Regions from separate parts of the Mus musculus genome. Here region 1 is linked to region 2. The links are chromatin contacts, called in public HiChIP or PLAC-seq maps. All regions are on one chromosome and are shown on one strand. Each heading gives the region's core, a stretch centred on a gene start, on an enhancer-like site or on the middle of the called end of the contact. The rest is flanking DNA. Distances are from core to core; before and after follow the strand shown. Region 1 overlaps Exoc2 (exocyst complex component 2). Region 2 has its middle 30 kb from the start of Gm35109.

The links. HiChIP or PLAC-seq counts read pairs in DNA pulled down with a chosen protein or histone mark.
Region 1: a CTCF HiChIP or PLAC-seq map of CD8 T cells shows a contact between it and region 2, with 6 read pairs. The contact joins two enhancer-like sites. A contact is called at or near these places in 2 of 15 datasets of contacts at CTCF or cohesin (CD8 T cells and the NIH/3T3 cell line), 7 of 484 Hi-C or Micro-C datasets (Th17 cells, bone marrow-derived macrophages, cerebellar granule neurons and 3 more) and 5 of 115 datasets of contacts at active chromatin or transcription factors (the 230-238 cell line, CD8 T cells, acute myeloid leukemia and 2 more).

The regions. Positions count from the first base shown.
Region 1 is chr13:30,864,243-30,870,553 of GRCm38.p6, forward strand. It overlaps Exoc2 (exocyst complex component 2), which reads right to left. Exons shown (of 28, transcript NM_025588.2): 21 at 3,730-3,796; 22 at 589-705. Among named protein-coding and RNA genes, the nearest start is that of Hus1b, 80 kb to the right of the region's middle. Within about 2 kb of position 1,444, at least 23 of the 459 cell types and tissues checked have an H3K27ac peak or open chromatin away from gene starts, as enhancers often do. A contact at or near this core is called in CD8 T cells, where this site is marked.
Region 2 is chr13:30,581,358-30,587,630 of GRCm38.p6, forward strand. No RefSeq gene overlaps it. Among named protein-coding and RNA genes, the nearest start is that of Gm35109, 30 kb to the right of the region's middle. Within about 2 kb of position 2,079, at least 27 of the 459 cell types and tissues checked have an H3K27ac peak or open chromatin away from gene starts, as enhancers often do. A contact at or near this core is called in CD8 T cells, where this site is marked.

The DNA of each region.
Region 1 (6,311 bases), core at 194-2,693, 280 kb after region 2:
CCTACATCCAGCAGGTGGAGCGCGAAGCAAGCAAAAGTTGTAGTGAAGTCAGGAAGGAAGGAAGGAAGGAAGGAAGGAAGGAAGGAAGGAAGGAAGGAAGGAAGGAAGGAAGGAAGGAAGGAAGGAAGGGCCAGCCTCAGGAGAACAGGGTGTGCTTAAGCAGACAGGCTAAGGGAGGGCTGCAGTCGGGAAGAGAAGACAGGAGGCAGAGGTTGGATCAGCAGGAAGTGATCCCTTGCAGTTAGGATCAGGGTTGCTCTCAGCAGTGCCTCAAGGTTTCTTCCGTCAGGAGTCAATGGGGAAGATTCTTAGATTTAGGTTTGACTTTTTTCTCCTGATTGTCTTGCCTGACCTTTGAACAGACTTTTAGAACAGGGTTAAGTTAACCAGTTCAACCATCAGACAGTTTTGCTCCTGAGTAAAGCAGTGTTACATTAACAATTTAAAGTGAGGAAGGAAATCATTCTCAGATGGGTAGGGTGAAGAGTGAGCATGGGGCCTGGGGAACTGGGGTACAGGGAGGCAAGAGGTGCTGAGACGATAATGTGGCAAAGCGCTGGACTTGCCTACTAACTACAAAGCACTTACCTGTGTTATTTTCTCTATTCCCTGGAAGTTGTGTTTTTCAAAATGTTCTGCTATGTTTAGGAAGGTGTGACGTTCTAAATAGCAGCAATTACTCAGGACTATCAAAAGCCTCTGCTCCTGTAATTCAAACAGACCATAACAAACTTAGACAGTACTGGTGAATTTAAGAGATAATCCTGATCTTGTATTAAGTACAGTGATAGGCTTCTGCCCTTTAACATCAATATCCTATGCCTTGGTTTTCTTGGCTGTGTCCTAAAATTAACACACAGAGAAGCATAACACTGAGGATTTAAACAGGGATTTGGGGTAGAAACTCAACAGTGAAACCTTTTCTGGAATGCTCAAGGCTCTGTGTCCTACTTCCAATATCCTCCAAAGGAAGAGTCAAATGTTCCATTTAACATTTTATGTACACAAAGGCCAAACAAGTTGATATTATGAATAACTACATAAAGTGTAGGAACTATTAGAAAATGGTTTATGAATCATCCACAACTTGAGAGAACATTTTAATGCCATACTATCTATCTGAAGGGCTCCTTGTTCCTTCCTTGGCCCAGTGTCCTGGGGCCCAGTCCCATCCCATGTCCATGCCAGCCTCCCCAAAAGACAGGGAGAGGGGAAGAATGCCTCCTGCTGTTACAGTCTTCAAGGCTCTGTCCACCTAAACAATTCCTTACAAAATTGTTAGACTATAATTGTAGTCTAATGAATACAGTGGATTTTTACAGTTCAGAAGAACTCTATCTGTAAATAAAATTCTAGGAATGGCCCCTGCTCTGCTGCTGCTGTGGTTCACTTCAGGGCAGCCTGGGCCTGAGCTCCTATAAGTGGGAGGCATTCTCTGGAATGGTGACTCATCCAGGGCCCTCAGTGGAGATCCTTGACTAAAACTAAGGCAAAACCACTTTCCAGGAACAGTTCTCACCCACACTTGGTTACTCTTTCTGTGCAGAATCAGAGTAACTTACAGTTAAGTACTCCAGGGGAGAAAATGCAGAAAAACAGAGGTTCTTGCTCTTTGAGGTGTGGGGACTAAAGGATGAACTAAAGTCTCTAAAGTCAATAAGCAAGCAAATCCATCTTCTGGTAATTATATATCTCCCCACTTCTTCATTACAAGTGCCTGTCATTATTTTCAGCACAAAAAGCCAGGCGTGGTGGTGCATGCCTTTAATCCCAGCACTTGGGAGGCAGAGGCAGGTGGATTTCTGAGTTCGAGGCCAGCCTGGTCTACAAAGTGAATTCCAGGACAGCCAGGGCTATACAGAGAAACCTTGTCTCAAAAAACCAATTATATATATATGTACATATGTACGCCTGGCTTTTTGGTCATCAACAGGCATATATAAAGCCTACAACACCATTAAATAGCCCAGAAAAACAGAAGGCTGCTGCTAGGGGCCCTGAAATAACTTTTAGATAGGAAATGGAATATAAAAAAGGCCAGAGGAAGTCATACTGTAAATGACATTATTTTTCTAAAGTGAATATATGGCAGAATGGCAGAGAAACTAAGCTAGCTGGGCATGTGAGGCCATCTTCCCTTCTGCTACCTTCTGTTTTATCCTAACACATTCTTCTCATAGTGCAGGAAGTAAATGACTTTGCAGCAGCTACTCCAAACACACAGAACCCCCTCAATGTCTCAAGTGGCTTCAAGCCTGTCCTTTACCAGTCTTTCATTTAGGATTAAGACTTCCATTCTAGTTGATTGAGTGTGCAAGTCTATCCTGCCCTGTTCCCCCACTGTGCTGACTTGGTTTCTCCATTACAAGACTTCTGGACCCTCTTCAAAGTGAGAACTACTTCAGTAATCTAAAGACTAACTCTCAGCAAGTACATTTTGTTTGTGTATGTTATATTGAACATTACATGAAAGTGGGAAGAAAACAGAATAACAAGAATCTAATTCTTAAACTTAGATGGTTAATCTGAAGTTTGTTTGTACCTGGTATAGAGATGTACATTTGACCATAATAGTCTCTGTATATGAAGGAATGAGTCTTATGTAGTACTTCTCTGTACTCCTAGTCAGCACCAGCAATGAACCCTTGAGACTGTGAATAAAGTCTTCTGACTCAAAATCTAGATCTTTTTCAATGTTATCCATTTCCTTCTGAATAATACAACCCTGAGAGGATCTGGGTCCTCTCAGAACACAAGTCAGATCTGATGAGATCCCTCCACTAGGGAAGAACACAGGCACAGATTTTGGAAACAAAGGAACATAACTTGGGAAGTGATGGACAGGTAAGCTGTTGTGAGGAGTGAAAGTGAAAACCCTGGGAGACCGCTGACAACCTGGTGCACCTCCGCACCTCTTGGGAGATGGACATGGAACCACCTTGCTCTCCTCTCTAACTAGAGAAAGATGGGAGGCTTGGAGTAGCCCTCCAAGTCAGGGTGCACACAAATCAGCTAGGACATGGCTGATGGGTTACACAGCGTTTGCTGGGAGCTGGGAAGGGAACAAAGATCAGAACGGTCACTGTGCATTAATAAGGCTCCTTCTGAGAGACCAAGAAAACAAAAGCATAGTTGGGACAGGTGGCTGGTACAGTCTGAGTTTCAAAGGCTCCTTCCTTCAGGTCCATCTCCTCTACCCCACTTTCTTCCTAGATTCACATGGAACAGCTATTTCAATCCACTTCATGGCTTCCCTTAGCTCTTGACACTTGTTCTTACTGTGTTTTGTTTTGTTTTGTTTTTGTTTCCTATAAGCTAGAGTTATCTGGGAAAAGGAACCTCAATTGAGAAAATGCCTCTATCAGATTGCTTACAGGGATTTGGTTTTGGCTTTGTCATATAACCTATGTTCAAATAAAAGAGGGGACTGGGAGGAAAAAAGAAGGCTGGAAGGGCAAATGCCAGGAAGGAAATGTCATGCCTTCTGCTTCCCCACCTGTCCATCCAGGCAACTCTGCAGCAGCAGGAAACAGCCGAGGCACTTTTAACACTCAAGATGCAGGTGCTGTATTGCGTCTGTTTACGTAACCCCAAAATGTATACTGCAGTCACCACAGTGGCCATCTTAACATGGGATGATGTTTCTGGCTCAAGTGACTTAAGCTGACTACCACAGCCACTCCCTTTAGCATGATACACTTCATTCTCTGTGCTTGCCATTTTACTTACTGAAGTCAAACTGAAGTCTTCATGGATGCTTCCAAACAAATCAGGAGAAGAAACATCAACAGAAAGACTAAAGGCAGAAGAGGCAAAACAACAGTCATAATTAAAACTCACACAAAACCAATAACTCCAAATGTTTTGATGAAAATGGCTGTATAACTCTGTAGATTTTCTTTGTACTTAATTATTATTATCATAAAAAAGCACTAAGGACTATCTTTTATTCTGAGCCATATAAAACTTATTTGGGGGCATTCTCAATACTCAACTGACTGCATTATGTTTAAAAATAAACTACTAAATGCCAAAAAACCAAATAATACTCATATAATTAAAATGTTTTTGCCTATCAGAATTCCCAGGGGAAGATTTGAAACCCACTTTCAGATTTGAAACCTACTTAAAGGTGAGCTAAGAAATTAGTTTATAACTCAAAAGCAATCAAAAACATAATAAGATCTAAGGGGAGAACAGACTAGCTAACCCATTAATTAATTACCAATTTAACAGAATCATAAGTAACACCTTAACAGAATTTTTCGTTAACTTGATTGACTTGAATTCGTATGTAAGTCTAACATGATGAAATAGCAAATAATATGCTAAAATAGAAAAAAATAGAAATAAAATAAAAAGATACCGATCTAGAAAGAGTTGAAATATAAACAAATGGTAATTAAAATAGCACTAACTGAAATAAAGTATATTTGAATAAATATGGCAGAAGAGAAAGTTCAGAAATGCCTGCAATACGCCTTAGAATGTGTATGAAACAGGAATTTTAGCAAAGTAACAAGAAAAGATTGATTGGGATAATAAGTCTCATAAAAAAAAAGTCAAGTCAAAGAAGACCTGGGAAAGGGGAACAAGGTCAGGTAGGGGTGTGGGGTGTGGTAGGGGATGGGGGGACCCTCTAGAAAATGCCAGAGACTCAGGAGATGAGAGGCTCTAAGGACCCAATGGGGATGACCTTAGCCAAAATACCCAACATTGAGGAGAGGGAATTCGAAGAATCCACCTCCAATAGTTAGACAGGACCTCAAGTGGAGGGACAGGGCTACTAACCCACAGTCAAAATTTCTGACTCAGAAGTGTTCCTGTCTAAAAGAACTGTAGAGACAAAAATGGAGAAGAGACTTGGGATTCATCTCATGTGAGGGCACCAAGGCCTGACACTATTACTGATGCTATGATGTGCTTACAGACAGGAGCCTGGCATGGCTGTCCTCTGAGAGGTCCTACCAGCAGCTGCCAGAGACAGAAGCAGATACTTACACCCAGTCAATGGTCTGAAGTCGGGGACCCCTATGGTTGAATTTGGGGAAGGATTGAAGAATCTGAATAGGAGGGCAATCCCATAGGAAGACCAGCAGTATCAACTAACCTGGACTGCTGGGAGCTCCCAGAGACTGAGCTACCAATCAGGAGCATAGAGGGGCTAGGTCAAGGCCCCTGGCACAAATATAGCAGAGGTCTGCCTGGTCAGGCCTCAGTGGGAGAAGATGTGCTTAATCTTCGAGAGACTTGAGGCCCCAGGGAAGGGGAAGGCCTGTAGAAGGGGGAGTACTCTCTCAGATGCAAGTGGGGAGAAGGAATATGATGAGGAACTGTGGAAGGGGGGAATGAGTGGGGGACAATGACTACAATGTAAATAAAAAATAAAGACAAAAAGAAAAAAAAAAAGACCTATAAGCATTAAAAATGTGGAATTGGGGAGATAAGCATGGTATACTGGCTAGTTTTGTGTCAACTTGACACATCTGGAGTTATCACAGAGAAAGGAGCTTCAGTTGAGGAGATGCCTCTGTGAGATCCAACTGTAAGGCATTTTCTCAATTAGTGATCAAGGGGGAAAGGCCCCTTGTGGGTGGAACCATCTCTGGGCTGGTAGTCTTGGGTTCTATAAGAGAGTAGGCTGAGCAAGCCAGGGGAAGCAAGCCAGTAAAGAACATCCCTCCATGGCTTCTGCATCAGCTCCTGCTTTCTGACCTGCTTGAGTTCCAGTCCTGACTTCCTTTGGTGATGAACATCAGTATGGAAGTGTAAGCCGAATAAACCCTTTCCTCCCCTACTTGCTTCTTGGTCATGATGTTTGTGCAGGAATAGAAACCCTGACTAAGACACGTGGGTTCAGTGTTTGTGCGCAGTTATAAGGAGCAGAGTCCAATCTCTAGCACCCATGTGAATACCAGGTAAGTATAATACCTTACCTGGACTGTTAAGCACATGACTGGTGGAAATGGGCTGGCTCGACAAGCTTAGTCAGTGAGCTCTAGGCTCAAGTGAAAGACTGACCCTGCCTCAATGTGGCAGAGGTATAGCTGAGAAGAGCCTCCATCATCTACTTCTGTTCCCAAAGTGCCTACAGGCTCTCACACACTCACGCACGCGCACACGCACATGCACACATGCACACACACACACACACACACACACACACACACACACACACACACACACAAATGCATGCAAGCACGCCAGGTATGAGCACATATATATAAATTAAAAAAAAGAAATCTGGTCACTGAAGGTGACAGTTTTATATATTGAAGAGCAAAAGTTAATATCAGAAAACAGAAAAATTC
Region 2 (6,273 bases), core at 829-3,328:
TTTTACATCCAGGTGGTTCGTAAACATTAGCTGTTACTTATATACACATTTCTTCTAAGCAATAGACAGTATCAGTTCCCAAAAACTGCCCTACTATTACATCCCACAGAGTAGTAACCATGCATTCCAGTTGTTCACTAACTTACTCCCTTTTCATATTTTCTGAGTTTTCAACTTAGCCATTTTGTTAAGCATGTAATGAATGTAACTTTAGGGGAAAAAAGGTCTTTAAGGGGAACAAAATGTGTGATCTCCCTATGAGAAATGACCCTGTGAGTATTTCAGGGCATTTTCTACTATTCAGAGATGAGCCTTTGAGAAATGAGGGTAGTCTGGAGAAATGGCTCAGCGATTAAGATCATTTAGATGTTCTTTCAAAGGACCCAGGTTCAATTCCCAGCACTTTAGATGCTTTAGAACTGTCCTTAACCTAATTCCAGGGGATCTGATACCCCATTCTGGCTTTCAAGAGCACTGCATGAACATTATTCACAAACAAAGGGGTAGGGAAAAAAAACACACCTAACTACATAAAATAAATAACACTTTAAAAAGACAAGAGGGATTTTTTTTTTCCTTTCCGTGGTCATTTGGATCAGCTTTTCCCTGGAGCCAGACCCTTACCAATTAGGTCCAAACCGTCAAAACCATCTTCCCTTGCCTTCAGAGAGTGTCCTATCTGGTCCTCTGAGTTCTTACGAACACCTCTGAGGCAAACAGAGCCTTCCTGAGTCTTCTTGGTTCTGACAATGGGAGGTGAGGTGAAGCTCACTGATAATGCACTCTCCTAGCATGTATGAGGTTCTGGGTTCAATTCCCAGCATCCACACAAAACCCTGGTAAACAGTACTTACTGAGTGCTGCCAGCCACTGTTCTGGGGCGGAACACAGAACAAAGCACTGTGCTTGCCACTCAGGGGGAGGAGGAGCTAACTGGGTCTTCTCAATAAGCCCATGTTTTCAACTGCCTGTGTTTGAAGCAACAGAAACAGAGCTCTGCATTTTACTTCTTGAGGTGCCCCGGAAGCTCTCAGGTTAAAAAAAGCATCTGGAATAATTTATCATGAAGTGAAAAAGGAGCTTCGGGCAAGCAGCCCTCAGCCACCCATAAATGACAGTACTGTATCACTACAGCGGAAGATGAACTTATTGATCTCGCAAGGGAGTGTAATGAACCGATGCTTGCTTGGTGGACACGGCAGCAGACAAAAAACTATCTAGCCACATAGTGCATGTAGTGGGCAGGAGAAGCCACAGAGTGGGAGACAGTTTCCAGAAAAGGGAAGCTGGAGTTGCATTTTCAAGCCATGTTGCAGACAGGCCCTGTGGGTGGAGCACCCATCCTGGGAAGATGAACTTGCTTCATGCCTGGTTTACAGCTCCTGGGTGCTTTTCATGGTCATACTGTGTTCCTCAGGGCACCCCCAGAGGGAGCTGCATAGCATGCTTCCTGTTTTATAGGCACTAGTGAAGGTAACTCTGAGGGTGGTGGCCATGGCTATGATCCTATCATGCAGGAGGCAGAAGTAGGAGGGTATCAGCTCACTAGATCCCTTCCAGTCTCAGACGTGTTTCCCTTTATGTAAAAAAAACTACCTCTTTATTCTTCTTCTTTCATAATGAAGGGTCAAAGGGTTGGGGAGGTGCTCGATGGTAGATGGGTTACCCAAATATAAGAGGCCATGGATTTGATCCTCTGTACTGGGGATGGGGGCCAGGCAAGGACGTTTCTTTACCTGTTTGAGTCTTCATCTCTGGCACCCAACATTCCTTAAAAGTACAAGCATGCCAAAAGAGTGACAGACAGTTGCTAAATTGGTCATCAGAAAAGTAAGTGACGCCTTCAAGGGAAAGCCAAGTTCCAACAGGGATTCATGTGCCTGGGACTTTGTACCAGTCTTTGGCTAGTTAAATGTCACCATCTGGACAGTGGGAAACTGCTGATTGTCACTCACTGAGTGTCTCCTGTGCAGAGGGACTGTCCTTCCCACTTCCCCAGTGTCCCCCAAGCTTGTGCAGGCTCTGGTTACCTGTTCTATTTCAAAGTAGCCAGGGTGTGGGCTAGGAGTTCCCCCAGAAGGAAGAAAAGGGAAGAGCTGTGTTCTGAAGAATGACCGGAGCCTCCACATAAAGGCTTCTCTTCTCTGGGGAGCCTTCGCTCTGTTGCAGCTGTGGAAGGCACTTCACAGGTCCATATCAGCAGGCTCTATGGAGATGCTCAGAAAACTCCTTCTTTTCTGCCAGCCATTAATTCCGTCCTTGTCCTGGACTGAAGAGTGGTGTTTTCCTTTGCATTTTGAGAATAGAGCCTTGACTAGCTCTAGCTCTGTTCTGTGTGTCCCAGTTTGAACCCTGAATCAGCAGCTACTTCTCAGACTACTTCAGGTTTGGGCCTGTGTTGAGGACAGGGACCACGCTTCAGCAGAAAGGTCAGTGATGTTCCAGATGTAAGAAGGAAGGAATCTAGAGATGTGAGTGCTCAGGCCTAATGGGGGCAAGGGTGTGTCTGTGACTTTTCCATTGGTGAAGTCCTGGACCACTAGGGAGAAACTTAGGAGATCACAGGAAAAACCCACAAGGGTGCCTCTCTCTGTGGAGAGGAAATCACCAAGTTGATAATAGTGAGAGAGAGAGAGAGAGAGAGAGAGAGAGAGAGAGAGAGAGAGAGAGAGAGAGAGAGGAGGATAGTACATAAGTACATACCAGGAAACCAAGCCATAAATTATGAAAGTATCAGTTACTCCCTGAGAGCCCCTGTTTTTAACTGACTTCTGTTGGTGGGGGAAGGGAATAGATCTATGTCTCAGGACTTTGGGTAGTAATTGCACATAGCAAAGCATTTCTTTCTTAATGTATAGGAAGAGCCAAGCTCTGGCTGAAATCCCATGAAACTGAATTAATTGTCTTGTCTTTTATTCTTCACTCCTGGGGAGGTCTGATTTCTCTCAGGTATCTGTGGATCTCCCAGAAGGCGAGGCTCTCCCAGGCACTGTGACTTCCATAATAGACTCCCTGGTGTCACTCTTCTCCCTCCGGGTCTACACATGTCATTTTGTGTGAATCCCATAGCCCAAAACCTTTACCTGAAATTTGAGATGTTTTCCCATAGAGTTTAGGGCATGAGTGCTCCCTGCTTTGCCCCAGGATCAATGAGAGGGTACCTTATATGTGTCCTTTCTCTTTCCTCCTACCCATCTCTGGGTCTATGCCACCATCCTGTGCAAACTCCACCCTCCCCTCCCCCATCAGCTCCACTAACTTCCTTCCTTCTTTTTATTTTGAATATTATAATTTAAAAAATTATTGCTTAATTATGTGGATTTTAGCCTATATGCATATCTGTGTACCATGTGTGCTCCCTGGTACCTACAGAGGCCAGAAGAGGGTGTCACATCCCCTGGAAATGGAGTTACAGATGGTTGTAAGCTACTCTGTGGGTACTGGGAATATATTTTTTTTGGCTTGAATTATGGCTCAGTGGCATAACATGTGCTTAGAAAGTTCCTAGGTTTCATCCCCAAATCACCAAATAATTCCTGTGGTGAATTTAGCACATACTAAAATGAGATAATCTCAGCATTTGCTCCAAACTGATTCCTCCAAGCTGGCAGTTCTCCCATCCAAGTACTAACCAGGCCTGACCCTGCTTAGCTTCCGAGATCAGGTGAGTTCAGGGTGGTATGGCTGTAGACACTGGTAATTCTTAATCTTCCTAATGCTTCAATCCTTTAATACAGTTCATCACATGGTAGTGACCCCAATCATATATATTTCATTAGCACTTCATAAATGTACTTTTTCTACTATTACAAGTCATAATATAAATATCCGGTATACAGAATTTCTGATACATAACCCTGTGTGAAAGGGTTGTTCGATCCCCAAAGGTGTCTTACACACAGGTTGAGAGTCAGTGCTCTAAGCTAAGCACAGTGGTGACTGTACTAAGCTAAGCACAGGGAACCTATACAATTCAGGAGGCCAAGACCAGAAGATTACTTGAGCCCAGAGGCCAGCCAGGGTAGCATCATGAGACTTTAAAACAAGCAAATGGGACTGGAGAGATGGCTCAGTAGTTAGGATCATTGACTGTTCTTCTAGAGGTCCTGAGTTCAGTTCCCAGCAATCTTAATGGAATCTGGTGCCCTCTTCTGGTGTGTCTGAAGACAGTAACAAGTGTACTCATATATATAAAATAAATAAATCTTTTTTTTTAAAGCAAATGATGAAGTGATTTAAGCACACATTTCTGTAAACATGTGATGGCCTGTTTCATATTACCTACCAATATCTGCATGAATTAAGGTGTCTTCAAAGATGAGAAGCAGTTTCCAGTATAGAAAAAACGAACATAGGCAAAAATCTTCTGTCTAGCACACAAGCTACCCAGCTTCTCTGAGGCAGTATCTTAAGTCTGGAATAGCACCTTTTATATTTGTTTATGTGCTTATCATACTTACTTGGGCCAGATGTATCTTTTTCTAATGAAGCAAACTGTCCAACAGCATCTGGCAAGATGAGTCAGAACCAGCACCTTCCATAGTTCTCAGGCAAAAACCTCCTGGCCCTCAGGCAAAGCCCCTAGGGGCAGAGAGTCTCAAGCTTTCACACCTCAGACAAGACACTCCCTTCTGTGCTAACAGCTCAAAGGTCACCTTGAATGTCACTGTGAGCACAGTGGTTGGTTGCCTCTCTAGCTCTCAAGCAGTGTTTAGATGTAGGAACTAGGAAGCGGAGGAGCATGGGGAAGAGTGATGAAGAGGGATGCTGCTCCGGGCCAATCACTGAGGAGAGAGTACTCAGGGATACCCACGGGAGGACCAAGTGGTGGAACTTAACTCACAGTCAAAGTCATTGTCCCCTCTACAGTCTTTAAGTTCTGCACCCTCCACATTTAAGACTTGTGTTAGTCATGTGAGGCCAGTTTGAATTGTGCTGAAGAAGCTAAGAGAAATCTGACTGAGCTCTCACCAGTGGTACCATGAGTCAACATGCCAAGAAAGAGTGGCACAGCGTGGCAGCCAGGAGATGGGACAGACTCACCAGGTGGATATGAGAAAGAGATGCTGTGGGTCTGGTGGGAGAGGGTCTTGAAAAGCTCGGAAGTGGAAGACAACTCATTTTCAAGAATTTTAATGGTGCAAGTTACTTCCAAGCAGTTGCGGTATGCCCTTAGGCAATGGTGTTAGATCCAAAGGTCAACAAGAGTACGAGAGAGAGAGAGAGAGAGAGAGAGAGAGAGAGAGAGAGAGAGAGAGAGAGAGAGAGTGTGTGTTGAGCACAGTATCTCCTTCCTAGATGATTCCAGGGGCATTGAATGGGATTGTGTTTTATAGAGCCGCACAGTACTGATATGTGGGAAGTTCTCGGGACACATTAACTTTTATTATGGTCAACGGGGAGGCTTGGATCAGGTAAAGAAGACAAGTCAATTAGGGTATTTGTATCAGGCAAGGCTAGTTGAAATAAGGAAGATCAGAAAGCAACCTCCCAGTTTGACTTTGCCGTTTTAGCCTGTCACAGCATGTTCGACACACCCTGGGGTCCACAGGGAGATCGTTTCTCCGCTAGAGAATACGGTGAAGTGCCAAAATCCCTTGGTAATGAGAATGGGAGATGACTGTGTCAGCCAGTTCCTCAATACTGTAGCAGAATACCTGAGCTGGTGAATATAATAAAGGGAGAAGCTTGCTTCTCCTTAGATGTGTTGGCCTATGTCCACTTGGTCCCCTTGCATTGGGCCTCTGGTGCACAAAGCATTGCAGAGGAGGGAATAGTGAAGGGGCCCTGTTCATCCCATGGCATTTGGGAAGCAAAGGAAGGTGCTGGGTGTCCCTCCAAGGACATGTCTCCAGGGACCAGCCTTCCCCTTAATAGACCTATCATGCCCCTTAAACATCCTACCACTTTCCAACAGAGCTCAGAACCAATCAATCTTCTCACACATGGATTTAGGGGAAAACATCCAAACAGTAATTGTCCTGTCCGCTGGCCAAGAGGCCAGACATGTGGAAAGAAGCTTGTGCTTATCAAACATGTGTGGGTTTTAGGGCATTACTATGCATTTCTGTCACACTCATAGGCTGGTATATGGCTCCTGTACTGACTCATGGAACTGCCTGTGACCTATCCATTCACTCATAGTACAGTGAGCCTTCCTGTACAATGGGCTCCAATTCCCCAAGCACTAAATAAAAAAAAAAAAAAAAAGGTTAGAGAACCAGTAGTCATTACATGTATCCTGGGTGTAAAGTATCTACTAAACATTTACTG